2 separate regions of the Ovis aries genome follow, and region 2 is linked to region 1. Evidence: chromatin contacts called from public Hi-C data. All regions are on one chromosome and are shown on one strand. The core of a region is the stretch at or near the end of the contact, and the rest is flanking DNA. Distances in the headings are between cores, read along the strand shown.

Region 1 (7,674 bases), core at 1,435-3,934:
GAGATCATAGGAGGCTTTCAAGCACAGGAGGGACAGGATCAATATGTGGACTAGGAAGATGTAGCCTTCTGGCCACAGTGCACAAAAATCAATGAAGAAGCTCAGGGAACACTGGCTGCTGGACCATAAGTGCCACCCATGGTGAGGATATTGGTACACAGTACTCCCCAGCCCAGCACATGGAGGGCAGCATGCACATGGATGGGGAGCAGGCCCTGCTACTCTGCCGGAAGCTCTTGAATACAACGTGTTGCACATAAACACAGCCTCAGTCATTTCTTCATTCAGCAAATCTTCACTGAGTATCTGCTGTCTCAGGCACTCTTTTTTAAAGTCAAACTCTATTTTATTTTTAATTTGTATTTGGTTGTGCTGGGTGTTTGTTGCTGCTTGTGGGCTTTCTCTAGTTGTGGCAAGCAGGGGCTATTCTCTGGTGGCTGTGCATGGGCTTCTGCTTGAGGTGGCTTCTCTTGTTGCAGAGCACTGGCTCGAGAGCACATGGGCTAGCTGCCCTGCAGCATGTGGAATCTTCCCAGACCAGGGATGGAACTGTGTCCCCTGAATTGGCAAGTAGATTCACCACGGGACCACCAGGAAGTCCTGCTAGGCACTCTCTTGATGCTGGAGATTCATCAGTGAACCAGGCAAGGTCCCTGCCCTCCTAGAACTCATGTTTCGGTGGGGAGATGGGTACCCACTAAGTGAATAAATGTCTAATAATGTCAGGATCACAGCACTGGAAGGAATGGCAATCGTTACAACCCAGCTGAGAGGGGGGAAATGTAGGACTCCTATACCCACCTAGGAAAGAGAGCCAGGATTAAAACTGAAGACTGTATGGCTTCAAGCCCACAGCAGTGAAAGTGTCGAGTCCTAACCACTGGACTGCCAGGGTATTCCTGAAACTGCCTCTTTCTAAAGAGCTTATGTGGAAGGTAGGGCTTCCCTTGTGGCTCTGCTAGTAAAGAATCCACCTGCAATGCAGAAGACCTGGGTTCGATCCCTGGTTTGGGAAGATCCCCTGGAGAGGGGAACGGCTCCTCACTCCAGTATTCTGGCCTGGAGAATTCCATGGACTGTATAGTCCATGGGGGTCACAAAGAGTTGGACACGACTGAGCGACTTCACTTTCACTATGTGGAAGGTACACTTTTAGTTACTGGTATCTCCCTTGAGTCATGAGGCCTATTCACTCATTGTTGATCCCATAAAAAATTTATTGAGCTCCTTTAGGCCCAGCACTGTCCTGGATGCTGCAGATTATAACAATGAGCTGGGCAAGCATATTGACAGCCTGTCAGGGAAGACTGATGCTAAACAAATGCACAGAGCTAGTTGCAATTCACAGTCACAGTTGTTACGAGAGCTACAAATAAGTAGCAGGTGTTTTGAATTGGAGAAAGTCTGAACTTGGTCTCCAGAGAAAGTAACATTTCCCTTAAGACCTAAAATCTTGAGAGCTTGTTAGACAAAGAATGAGGGAAGAGAGTTCCAGGTGAAGGGAATAGCATGTGCCAAGGCTTGGAGAAGCAAAGGACCCTGGCACATTTGCGGAACTGAAAGGACAATGCAGCTGGAACTCAGAGACGGAATGGGGGCAGGATGTGGTGCAAGACAAGGCTGGTGTGGTCCACAGGGGCAGAGCAGCAGGGCCCTCCCAGCCACGTGAAAGGCAAGTGAAGGGTTCCAGCCTCGGCCTGGCCTCCAACATCAACCCACGCCACACTGCATGTACTCTTCTGGGTCAAGCCCCTTGACCCCAGAATGACTCTCTACCCATGACTTTCCCCTCAGCAAAGAATTTTCTCAACCATTACAAGTGTGTCTTGTGATCAATTTCCAAGAAATTCAGTTCCTGGGGGACCAAATCCTGGCTCTTCCAGGAGGTATTTGGCAAGGTTTCAGGCACCATCAGGTTTCCCTGGTGGCTCAGATGGTAAAGAATATCCTTGCAATGCGGGAGACCTGAATTCTCTCCCTGGGTCAGGAAGATCCCCTGGAAAAGGGAATGGCTGACAGGTGGACTACAGTCCATGGGGTCGCAAAGCGTCGGACACAAATGAGCAACTAACATGCTTTTTTCAGGTTCCATCAGGTAACCCATGTTATGTTGGAATATTTACAGAGTGGACAAAGGCGTGTTGTCATCCCCATTTTGTACATCAGGAAACTGAGGCTCAAAGAGAGAAAACACACACAGTTACCTCTACCCTCTTTTTGACACCTCATTTCTCCCCAGTTTGTGGAATTTGGGAAGCTACCTGGTTCTGGCTGTTAGGGTTCTGATTCTATGACATGTGAGAGGGGATGCTAAGATTTAGGGAAACATGGAGATTTCAGGGCTCTAAAATTCCATGAGTCGAAGCCCTGATGCTCCAGTAAACCAGGTTCCTGATTTAGCTAGCTAGTCCAAGCCTAGAGAAGCAGGCACCACCCATGAGCCCTTTTCCACTGGTCTCCTGGGTCACTCCTCAGAGATCAGCCAAAGGATGAGATCTGGACCCCCCCTCAGAGATCAGCCAAAGGATGAGATCTGGGCGCCCCCCGATGGCCAGGAGGGGACGGGAAGGCGCGGGATAGTAGTTAAGTCTTACACCCGAGGGCAACATTCTAGGGCAGAGACGGGAATTGAGAGAAGGCGGGGAGTTTCTGGTCCCGCCCCAGAGGAGGCTTTCCAAACGGCAGACACCCGGAGTGAGCGGAAGTGGCGGCTGCGGCGGAGGACCCCGGAGACATGGGGTGCACACGCGATGCCATCCTGGATGCTCTAGAGAACTTGACCGCGGACGAGTTCAAAAAGTTCAAGATGAAGCTGCTTTCAGTGCCGCTGCGGGAAGGCTATGGACGCATCCCCCGGGGGACCCTGATGCCCCTGGACGCCGTGGACCTTACCGACAAGCTCGTCAGTTACTATCTGGAGGCGTACGGTGCCGAGCTCACGGCGCTCGTGCTTCGCGACATGGGCATGCAGGAGGTAGCGGAGCAGCTGCAGGAGACCATGATGAGCAAGGGTGAGCGCGCCCCCGCCACACTCCTCCTAGGTCCAGGCCAGTCTCCCTCCCTTGATCTGCACCCTCCCAGCCCCAACGTTTGCCTCTCCAGGCACTTTCTCTTCCTGTTCCTCCTACCCCTTCATAAAAGCTTCTGCTGGGGAGACTTCCTGCACTGGGTACTGACCTTGGCTTCCAGACCGAGACTTCAGAAAGACTTGGAGACACCATTGAACATTTTCTTACAGGTGCTAGAAACGTGCCAGCTGAGGTCAAGGCCCCTCTCCAGAAGATAGCCAAGCCAGGTAAGGCCTTCAATCTCTGACCTCACCTACCTGGGCACCTCACCAGCCCCGCCCCACCACACCCCTGCACAGTCTAAATCTGTTGTCAAGGCCAAGAGCATTCAGGGCGTGCAAAGTTGGGCCAACTCTTCCCACTCACCTACCCACACTCCTGGGGCCACGTCTGGCTGTAAAGGAGGTAAAGTTAAGCGCATCCCACTCTATGTAGGTCCTGCTGAGCCCTGCCCCTTAGGTTTGCATTCGGGGCAACCTGAGGGAAAAGTGTTCAAGAGGGATAGACAGGCTCCAGTGCCCACCCTGGGTGCCAGCTCTGCCCCTCTCCTCCCTCTCACCCCAGGACTGCACTTTGTGGAACAGCATCGGGCGGCTCTCATTGCACGGGTCACAGTCGTGGATGAGGTGCTGGATGCCCTGTATGGGAAGGTCCTGACAGAGGACCAGTACCAGGCAGTGCGGGCAGAGCGCACCAGTTCGGATAAGATGAGGAAGCTCTTCAGCTTCGTTCCAGCCTGGAACATGACCTGCAAGGATCTGCTCCTCCAGGCGCTGAGGGAGACCCAGCCCTACCTGGTGGACGACCTGGAGCAGAGCTGAGGCGCCTTCTCCAGCAATGGCTCCCACATACCACCCCTGGCTGTTCCAGCCAACTTATCTGGAATCTCTGATTTTCTCATACACAATACATGAAAATCCCACTTGTACTTGGTGTGTTTTCCTACTTGCAGCCTGGAAGCACATGTGGACCTGAGCTACATATCCACGCACAGGGCAGCAAGGCTCCCCAAACACTTCACCCTTCCTGCCTCAGTCACATGGAATAGTCCCTCATTCACCATTTGGTGGCTCCTTCGATGCCACCCTAAAGGGTCTGCCCTTTAGACCTGTGAACCATCAGTTAACCCTGTGGCCAAGGTCTAAAAATTAAAATAGAGAGATGATCAAAGGGCCTGGAATTGTGGGGGGCCGAATTTGACAAGGAAGCCTGGCATGCTGCAGTCCATGGGGTCACCAAGAGTCAGACACGACTGAACAAGATCCGACCGATGCATTTAGAAACAGACTAGTCTACAAAGCTTCTCTTTCATTTTTCATAGGGAAAAAACTACAAAATTAGAGCCATTTTCAGGAGAAATGATGAAAGTGAAAAGTGAAAGTGAAGTCGCTCAGTTGCGTCTGTCTCTTTGCAACCCCGTGGACTGTAGCCTACCAGGCTCCTCCATCCATGGGATTCTCCAGCCAAGAATACTGGAGTGGGTTCCCATTTCCTTCTCCAGGGGATCTTCCTGACCCAGGGATCGAACCCGGGTCTCCCTCACTGGAGGCAGATGCTTTAACCTGAGCCACCAGAGAAGCCTAAAAAAAATAAGAATACTGGACTGGGTTGCCATTCACTACTCCAGGAGATCTTCCCAACCCAGGGATTGAACCCGGGTCTCCCACACTGTAGGCAGACGCTTTACCGTCTGAGCCACCAACAGGAGAACACAAAGCAAGTATTCCTAGGGTTCCTTCAGGCACTGACACCAGTGGGCTTGGCTGCTCCCTCCCACCCCCTGCAAAAAGGGATTATAGGTTACACTTTGCCCAGAAAACATGCCAAACACAAAAGCAAAACTTCAGGAAATGACTTCCAGCAGCTGTTTCTTCTCTTGATGGAATTGTGTCAACAAAAGAAAATAGTATTTATTTCTAGAAAACAGCACCTTAAGGAGTCTTTCCAGAGGCTGTTACAGAACCAGCATCCTAAGACCACATCCTGGGTACACTTTGCACCCCAATTCTTTCTGGCTTGGAGGGATGGATGCAAAGCAACAGGCAGACACCAAGGAGGCCAGATACTCCATACACAGGAGTCAGATCATCAGACTTGGGGATCCAGGTATGACAGTCCAGGTGTGCCATTCACAATGATACACCAGCACAGAATGAACAAAGCCATATGAAGGCTTCGCTTGGAATACCTTCCCTAGACACAAGAACTAGCAAATGCAGCATTTATTCTCCACGCCCACCCCCACCCCCACCACACACACACACACAGTCTGTGAAACGTTTCCCTACTCTGATTACTGAATCAGCCCGTGGATGGAGGAGCCTGGTAGGCTGCAGTCCATGGGGTCGCTAAGAGTTGGACACAACTGAGCGACTTCACTTTCACTTTTCACTGTCATGCACTGGAGAAGGAAATGGCAACCCAGTCCATTGTTCTTGCCTGGAGAATCCCAGGGATGGGGGACCTGGTAGGCTTCCGTCTATGGGGTCGCAGAGAGTCGGACACGACTGAAGCGACTTAGCAGCAGCAGCAGCAGCAGAGTGATTCAGGTGCATACCCAACTTAAGACACACATTGCCAGAGAGGATTTGGCTTTGCCACCTTGGTCAGATTGCCAAGGTTTGCAGAAGGAAGCCCTCCTCGTGGCTCTAACGGTAAAGAATCTGTCTGCAACACTGGAGACCTGGGTTTGATCCCTCGGTCAGGAAGATTCCCTGGAGAAGGGAACGGCAACCCACTCCACAATTCTTGCCTGGAGAATCCCAATGGACAGAGGAGCCCAGCAGGCTACAGTCCATGGGGCTGCAGAGTCAGAAACTACTGAGCAACTACACTGTCACTTTTTCCAGGGATTTGGCTTGCTGGTGACTCAGAAAGTAAAGAATCTGCCTGCAATGCGGGAAACCTGGGTTTGATACCTGGGTCGGGAAGATCCCCTAGAGAAGAGAATGGCTACCCACTCCAATGGACTTTCCTGGTAGTTCAGCTGGTAAAGAATCCACCTGCATTGCAGGAGACTCCAGTTCAATTCCTGGGTTGGGAAGATCCCCTGGAGACGGAACAGCTACCCACCCCAGTATTCTTGCCTGGAGAATTCCACGGACAGAGGAGCCTGGTGGGTTACACCCCATGGGGCCAAAGAATCTGACAGGACTAACACTTTTCACTTTCATTCAGGCAAAGAACACACAGGATGGGGCCACTCCCCTTCTAATTCTGGGAAAAACAAAATACCCATGGCTGATGTATGGCGAAAACCATTACAATATTGTAATAATCCTCCAATTAAAAAAAATAATAAAATAGCCATCAGGCTAAATCTAAGACAAGTTAACCCTGAGGGGGCTGCACTACAGAGCCCTAAGGATCCTGCGGGAACAGCTACTGGGAAGCAGCACGGGTGCAACGCTGCCACCCCGTGGCACACCTGCAGGACGCTACCCGAAGAGCCTGGCTCCTTGTTCCCTTGTTTTTCTCCTCCCTCCTTGGCATTCTCTATCCAGAATCGCCTGAGCTTGGTCCCCCACTACATACAAGGAATCGCCAATCAGACCCCATAGTCCTAACTCCTTTTCTGTCTCCAATCTCCATGTTAGTGGCTCTCAATCGTCCTTCCTGTTAAAACAGCCCTCCTCACTAGCACCATTACCCTGATTTAAGGTTGAAACCACAATCCAACAAGCTGAGAGCACGATCCATCCACAGAGCACTATTCCCAGACCCAATCTCATGACACTTCTGTTCCTGCCTCAAGAGTGTTAAGAATTTTTTTCCCAACAAGGAGTGACCTATGTATAGTAGAGGGAACTCTGCTCAAAGTTATGTCCCAGCCTGGATGAGAGGGGAGTTTACGAGAAAATGGATTCATGCATGTGTATGACTGGGTTGCTCTGTTGTGCACCCAAAATTATCACACGTGATTAGCTATACTTCAATATTTTAAAAAAATAGCAATTTTAGATTCAGTGGTCTCCTAAAGCTCTAACAGCCAACACCATAAGGACTGTGAACCAGACTTCTACAAGCCCAGAAGTCAAACCTGATGGCAAGTTCCACCTGACACTACTTCCTCAGTTCTTATACACCCAGCAGCACGAAGACCACTGCATGGGGAGGTGAACAGATTTTTGTGGAAACCTGTTGTCTAAAATTATTAACACAAAAAGTTCAAGAGGGAAGAGTCAATTTTGAGGGCCCAAAGGTAGGAAAGGTAGTCTGAGTTCTGGAAACGCTGGAGAGCAATAGCTGCAATGGACCCGAGCTGAGTCTATGAGACTAGTACTGGGATGAGATCTGGTAAAAACCCCTGGCAGGGAATTCCCTGGCAGTCCGGTGGTTAAGACTCCATCCTTCCACTGCAGGAGGCTCATGTTCAATACAGGTCAGGGAACTAAGATCCTGCACGACTCATGGTGCGGCCAGATAAATTCAATTAAAAAATTTTTTTAATTAAACCCTGGTGGATGATTGACTCAATGACCTAACCTCTGCACTATATTATCTGAGCTACTGAAATCCAGTACGTGATGGGGGGCAAAGGTGAAAAAGATTAAGAAATCAGGCAGTGGCAATCAGACCTGCAGCACACTTCTCCCCACCCACCCGT
Region 2 (7,674 bases), core at 1,704-4,203, 140 kb before region 1:
CCGACTCTCTGCCAGCCAAGTGCACATAGACCACCTGCTTCAGGCCAGCACTCCATCAGAAGTGATCCTACATTAGTTAATGTTTTAAAGGAAACATTAATTAACAAGATGAATATTAGTTACAAACAAATGAATCTCATTTTCAGTTACTCAGGTATTCAGTGATACAAATTTAGCAGGCACATCTCCCCCATAAATGCACTGCAGAAAAGCCCAGGGCTGATTCAGACTTTCCACATCAGTGACTTCATCCAAGTATAAAGTGATACGGTTCCTAGGTCACACACGAGTTAGTCATTGCTACCTCACTGTACAGGCTTCCCACGTGGTGCAAGCGGTAAAGAACCCTCCTGCCAGTGCAGGAGAGGCAAGAGACTTGGGTTCAATCCCTGAGTCGGGAAGATTCCCTGGAGTAGGAAATGGCAACCCACTCCAGTATCCTTGCTTGGAAAATTCCGTGGACAGAGTCACTGGTGGGCTAGAGTCCATGGGGTCACAAAGAGTTGGACACAACTGAGTATGCATGCAAGCACCACTGCATATAAAATAGATTAAAAAAACAAGGATTTACTGTACAACTCAGGGAACTATATTCAATATATGGCAATAATCTATATGGAAAAGAATCTAAAAATATATGCTGCTGCTGCTAAGTCGCTTGAGCCGTGTTCGACTCTGTGCAACCCCATAGACGGCAGCCCACCAGGCTCCCCCGCCCCTGGGATTCTCCAGGCAAGAACTCTGGAGTGGGTTACCATTTCCTTCTCCAATGCATGAAAGTGAAAAGCGAAAGTGAAGTCGCTCAGTAGTATCTGACTCTTTGCGACCCCATGGACTGCAGCCTACCAGGCTCCTCCATCCATGGGATTTTCCAGGCAAGAGTACTGGAGTGGGGTGCCATTGCCTTCTCCACTAAATATATATATACCTACATAAATAACTGAATCACTTTGCTGTACATCAGAAGCTCACACACTGTTGTATATCAAATATACTTCCATAAAAAGGAAAAGAAAAGAGCACTAGTCCTGGCTTGTCCTTCCTTAATGAACTGCTTTCGGGCCTTCCAATCCCCTCCCTGGAGTGGTGATACTCACCATGCCAGTCTTGACAAGCTGAGAGGGGCAGCTGCCCACATATCCACCAAGCAGATTGATTCCTTTGCCAGGTATCAAGAGGGCCCATGGTAGAAAGGTATTTCCATCAGGTGCCCATCCCATGACCGGAAACCACAGGAGCAGCAGAAGACTAAAGTCAAGAAGACAGAAACGCAGTAGGAACTGACATGGGGAGGCCTTCCTCTTCTCTGAGAACTACACCTGTGGCCTGAGCCTGGGATGTTAATGTGGCTGCAGCTTTAGGAACTTGAGCAGGAGGAGGAACTTGCCGGGGGAGGCAGCACAGTCAGGTGTGAGGAGATGGATGGGCTGGGTGGGTAATGCCAGACCAGGACCCCACCTTCTCCCCTCTTTCCACGGTGTACATTCCATGCCAGGGAGGGTGCATTTCAACTGGTCCAGCTTGCAGCAGGACGACAGGATTCCAGCGGAGAAGCAATCCACCCATCCCAGTGGGGCATCCCATCACAAACTCTAGTAGATAACACCTCTCTCTGGAGCGATGCGGCTTGGTGGTCCCAGCAGTGCCCCATGATCCATGGTGAGAATCGGGGTGATGTCCATCTCTCATGACTCCCATACACTGAAGGCGTTGGGTGTCTCAGCAGGGTTCTTCAGTTTGGCAGATGGGGTGACAGTCCCTACTGGTTGTTATTCAAATGTATTAAAGGCTGGAACAGTCCTTTAATCACGTGACCAAGGTGGTTTTCAGTTCAGTTCAGTCTCAGTCGTGTCCAGCTCTTTGTGACCCCATGAACCACAGCATGCCAGGCCTCCTTGTCCATCACCAACTCCCGGAGTCCACCCAAACCCATGTCCTTTGAGTCAGTGATGCTATCCAACCATCTCATCCTCTGTCGTCCCCTTCTCCTCCTGCCCTCAATCTTTCCCAGCATCAGGGTCTTTTCAAATGAGTTAGCTCTTTGCATCAGGTGGCCAAAGCTTCAACATCAGTGCTTCCAATGAACACCCAGGACTGATCTCCCTTAGGATGGACTGGTTGGATCTCCTTGTAGTCCAAGGGTACTTGTTAGTAATTTAATCTGCTATTTTAATATTTCATTCTTCCATTTCTACCAACATTTCTGCCTGCAGTTTGTAAAGGAGACAGAACCTTCATTCAGTGTCATGTTCCTTCGCCCAGTCTTACATTTCATGACCTTTGAAATGTGACCCCCATCCCTGCCTACTCAGTGAGGGTACCTGTCCCTGGTACTCAGCCTCTCTAATTCCATAACTTTCTGGTTTATGTGGCCGCCAGGGAAAGCTCGGGTCACATTAGATGCAGTGTCCACACAAACCAAGTCATGTTTAGACCTCACTCAGAGGGAGGGGCCAATATAATCAATTTGCCAATTCCTCACCAGCTGGGAGCTCCCTCCAGTGGATGGCCCCAGGATCCTTTGGTTATTTAAAACATACAAGAAGTGTTGTTTCTGCATTAACCAAGTCAGTGTATTTCAAGGGCAATCCAGCATCATTGACAACACACCATTCCACGCGGGCACCACAACTGATTGTGCGTTGCTAGGGCTCATATCCGGGCTATAGCATCAGCTTCCTGATTGCCAGGGGTGTCAACATCCTCTGAGCCGGGACGTGGAGGACAGTGAGAACTGACTCAGGCTCTTGCAGGCAAACCCAGATGTCTTTCCACATATCCTGACCCCACCAGTGCTTATTCATGATCATCCACCCCCAGCTTCCCATTTTCTAAGCTGTAGGGTGAATTTCTTTAAAACAGTCCAACTGTCAGTGCAAAGTGTTAACATCCAGAGCTCACGAGCTCTCTGAGTTCAGCCCCCTGGTAGCTGTGGTTCATGCCTGTTTCCGTCCAGATGGTGTCAGTGTTGAGCTGAACAGTGACTGTAGACCGGTCACCCCAACCAGTACACCAGGCCTCAGAGGGAATCTCTCCCACTTCCTCCCTACAGGCCACAGGGGCAGAATTAGGGGCAGGGGAGTTTGGAGGGCAGGGTCTCCTCTGCTGCAGAGGGGTAAGACCCTTAGTCAAAGTGGGAGTTAGTGCTACAGCAGACATGGGTAGGTGACACATAGTTATCAACCGGTCCCTCAATAGGAAGGGAGGGTCTTACCATGATTGCTGATCCTTCATGAGAGACTTTACCTGGAGGAACGCTGTGTGCAGTGCTAGGAACTGCTGCTCTCTGCGGGTTTATGGGGTTTGTGCCTCCTTTCAGAACCAGGACCAAAATCCTAGGGGTACTCCCTCTTGCTGTCTCTGTGACTGTCCCCACCTCATACCTTCCAGAGTCACAGAGGCATCTGCCTCCCAGGAAGCCCTGCTTGGGGGACGCCCAGAGCTTTAATCTGCTTCACTAGTGTCTTGCCTTCTCAAAGGCGGCTCATCCCTCTGATCCCCAGTCCCATACGTGCCCTTACTTTCAGTTCAGTTGCTCAGTTGTGTCCGAATCTTTGTGACCCCGTGAACTGCAGCACGCCAGGCTTCCCTGTCCATCACCAACTCCTGGAGCTTGCTCAAATTCATGTCCTTTGAGTCAGTGATGCCGTCCAACCATCTCGTCCTCTATTGTCCCCTTCTCCTCCTGCCTTCAATCCTTCCTTTACCAGGCAGTATAAGAGATGGAAGCACTGTGCCAGGTGGGGAATATAAGTCCTCCAAACCTCAAACCCCCACAAAGTCTTGCACCTCCTTTGTATTCTTAGGGGTTGGAAAGGGTTGCTCCCCATCAATCACAGCTTCTGGGACAGTATGCACCTTACCTGACCAAAGTGAAAGTGAAAGTAACTTATTTGTGTCCTCCTCTTTGCCACCCCATGGACTTTATAGTCCATGGCCCTGGAATTCTCCAGGCCAGAATGCTGAAGGCTTTCCCTCCTCCAGAGGATCTTCCCAACCCAAGGATCGAACCTAGGTCTCCCGTACTACAGGGGTATTCTTTACCAGCTGAGCCACAAGGGAAGCTTACCTGACTAAAGGACTCCCCAAAACTACATGTTGATGCCTGGCCTTGACTTTTCTGTGGGTTCACCACCTATCGTCTTTCTCAAACATGTTCCAGCAGAATCTGCAGAGTGTCCTGAGCAGAGACAAGTCTTCCTCTGTTAATACTCTATCCTCGGTACTTCCCTGTTGGTCCAGTGGATAAGAATCTGCCTGCCAGTGCAGGGGACATGGGTTTGATCCCTAGTCTGGGAAGATCCCACATGCCTTGAGGCAACTAAGCCCATGCACCACAACTACTGAGCCCTCAAGCTACAACGAGAAAAAGCTGTATGCAGCAATGAAGACCTAGCGCAATCAAAAACTTTAAAAATAAGCAATAAAAAGATAGTCTATCATCAGTGTAATGAGCCCATTTTACTAATGTAGGGAAGGAGAACAGGAACAGACCTTGGGCTACCAAAGACATACAGTGAGGCGGTGCAGGCAGCCTTGGGGAGCACTTGAAAGGTGCACTGTGGCCCCTCCTATGTGACATCAAATTGATTTTGAGACTCAGTGGCCAGGGGTCTACTGGACCTCTTATGTGAAGGCCTTTTATCAGTATATGCCTTTATGCACTTTGTGGGCTCCTGTTACTTGCAGCCAAAAGCAACTTTCTGATACAGACGTTAACCTCACAGGTTGGTTTTATAAGCTTCTTGGAAATTACATTACTCGCACATGCTTTTGCTACATCAGCAACTTTGATTTATGCATCTGGGGTTTTTCTGTCTTCTGTATCTTCAGATGAAATTAATTGATCTTAGATGGGGCATATGTTGCAGTCATTCTAAGAAATCTCTGTGGCTCTATGTGAGAGGCCATTATACTTTGTTTGAAAATGACACAACAGCTTTGATAAAATTATGGTCCTACTATGGTAGATGACTATCCAGCAGTCAAGACTTGGAGCTTCCAATTCAAGGGGTGCAGGTTCGATCCCTGGTCAGGGAACTAAGATCCTACGTGCCACTCAGGCAAAAAATAAAATTAGTAAATAAATAAAACTAATTCTTGGTTGCTTAAAAAATCCTTTAAAAATAATGGTATGACTAGACAAAGTTTCATAATGGACAACAACCTAGGAACAAATAGATACCTGATCCAATAAAATCCAATTTTCAGATGCTATATTTCCTAGACACAGTTTAATTTCTCAGCTCACAATCACTCAACCCAGCACTCATACACGTCTATAGTAATGTGAAGTGCAATCTCGCTCAGTATTGATTTTGATGACATTGTTCTAGTTGCACCAATTCTTTTTTATTTTTTAATCACAATATTTATCCCTTGATGAATAATTTTTGAGCCATTGATCCATTTTTGTGATTTGGGGATAGAACACAACACAATGGAAACCATGAAAATTGCACATATAATGAAGGGAAACAATCACACACACAGGAAAATTAAATGAAAATAGCACCATTGCCTGAATGTTAAACTACCGTCCTTGGAGCCCAGGGACAAGCTTTAGGAGCACAATTTTAAGGATATGGCAGGATTTCTGTGAAAGTCACTGGGATCAAATGTGTGAGATGCACGGGTTTAAAATTGTTTCTTGTCTTTTTTTCCCCCCTCTAAACTAGCATTTAGGAAACCTTTGGAGGTTCGTGGCACATTTTGAAAAACAGCACTCTAAAACCCAGTTCTCATAAGGTCTAAATTGGAGCCCAGCTTAATGAATTTCATCATAACTGGTCCTTCTGGAGATCCCCAAACTTCCAAATTCAAAAGGGTTTGGGACCCTATGGTGGATGGGGTGATAATTTGGGGTGGAGGTGAAGGAATGGCTTCCCCTCAAATCACATGGTCAACTGCCTCCCCTTCTGTTTTTCTAATTAAAACATCCACGTGGCCCAAGCACCTTATTGGAGGCAGCAGTAGGATCTGTCCAGTGAATGGCCTGCTGTGTGTTGACTCCCAGCTCGGCACCAGGCACCACATTGACCGTTATGCTGAGATAGGTGGCATTATAATAAGAGTGACCTTATTTGGGGGCAGCAGGTGCCTGAGAGAGGACTTCAAAGTGCCAACGATATGCAAACGATGTCATCTTCAGTACATCCCAGGGTTTGTAAGAAGCATCTGTGTATTGTTTCACAAGCTGGGGAGTTCCGAAGTTACGCTGTGAGTAAGGGGGAACCACCGAGGATGGATGAGGATGTGTGCCAGGTTTAGTACTGTATTTTAGGAAGATCATCGGTGGTTAGTGGAGGAACAGAGACTGGAGCCTGAGGCTTTTGTCCATGGATTTCTAGGTAGAAATTCCAAGTCAAGTCCTCAGGTTGCACAGCAGGGATCCTGTCCTGGGATTTCCAGTTGGAGCCTTGACAAGACCAATGCCTCCTCCCAGGCAAGGTGATTTGTGCAAACACATTGCATCCTCCCAAGGACAGAAAGCAGTTGATCCCAGCTCCCCTCGCTTGGAATGCTTCTTCCCCATCAGGCCTGACTGGGGTGACAGTAACAAGTCTAGGGCATCTCTTAGGGGAGAGCAGGTTCAAAGGAGAACAGGAGGTAGTTTCTTATCGGGCAAAAGTGAGAAGGCCAGGGAACCTCTCTAAGACAATGGGAGGTAGTATCTTATTGGGCAACTTGGGGGTCTCCTGTCTCATTTTCTGGGACAGTCTGTTTGTTTGCTCCTTCCATCATTTCCCTGTACTGACGTTTGAAGAAACCAACCTGTTAGGGAGGAAGGAGAAAAAAAATCAGGAAGTCCAGTGGACGGGAAGAAAAGAGATGATGGAGGGGATCAGTGATCACCATCTCTGGAACCCTATGTTCCAGCACTATACTAGGAACTTTAAATAAACAGTATCATTTAGACTCTGCCATAGTTCTGTGAGCTGGGTAGCACCACCTTCAGAATGAGAAACCAAGACCCATCATGAACCAAACACATGCCGATGGCCAAGGAAAGAATCAGTGGTGGCATCAACATTAAATCCAGGGCTTTCACGTTCTAATTTGCCTTCCAGGGAAACATGTAAAGAGGTGAAGAAGAGCGGAAAAGAAATAGAGACAGATTAGAGGAGGCTTGAGAATCAGACAGAAAGACATGGAGTCCACTGGGGACAGGTGATGTCACCGGCGGCTTCCCTGGTGGCTCAGCAGAAACGAATCCACCAGCAATGCAGGAGATATGGGTTCGATCCCTGGGTTGGAAGGATCCCCTGGGAGAAAAACTTGGCAACCCATCTCAGTATTCTTGCCTGGAAAATCCCGGGGACAGAGGAACCTGGTGAGCTGCAGTCCATGGGGTCGCAAAAGAGTCAAACACGACTTAGCAACTAAACAACAACAGATGTCACGGGGGGAAGGGATCTCTTTAGGAAGAATTGGGGTCACAGGATTGACTCCACGGTGAGCTCTTTCTTACACTGTAGAAAGAGTGGGATCAAATGCTGGTGGTCTCGGGAGTAGGATAAAGACACTCACCTTGTACAGTAGGGCTGTGATGAGGGCCAGGAGCAGCAGTCCTCCCACAGAGCTGCCCACAATGAGGGGGATGGGGTTGTAGATCTCATACTTCTCCAGCACCAGTTCCGTCTGGAGTGGAGATGACCCCATCAGAAAGGCTCA

Evidence for each region. A called contact is a pair of places that touch in the nucleus more often than the background predicts.
Region 2: a Hi-C map of tail adipose tissue shows a contact between it and region 1, with 3 times the contacts expected there. The contact joins the enhancer-like site here to the promoter of LOC101105208 in region 1. A contact is called at or near these places in 5 of 16 Hi-C or Micro-C datasets (hypothalamus, liver, muscle and 2 more).

What each region holds. Positions count from the first base shown.
Region 1 is chr24:27,797,099-27,804,772 of ARS-UI_Ramb_v3.0, reverse strand. LOC101105208 (apoptosis-associated speck-like protein containing a CARD) reads left to right here and starts at 2,684. Exons shown (of 3, transcript XM_004020924.4): 1 at 2,684-3,011; 2 at 3,239-3,295; 3 at 3,633-3,996. The coding sequence starts at 2,735. The coding sequence ends at 3,889.
Region 2 is chr24:27,941,565-27,949,238 of ARS-UI_Ramb_v3.0, reverse strand. ITGAX (integrin subunit alpha X) reads right to left here. Exons shown (of 30, transcript NM_001305890.1): 29 at 7,531-7,641; 30 at 6,676-6,774. The coding sequence ends at 6,676. Among named protein-coding and RNA genes, the nearest start is that of ITGAX, 22 kb to the right of the region's middle. Within about 2 kb of position 2,953, at least 11 of the 54 cell types and tissues checked have an H3K27ac peak or open chromatin away from gene starts, as enhancers often do. A contact at or near this core is called in liver and tail adipose tissue, where this site is marked.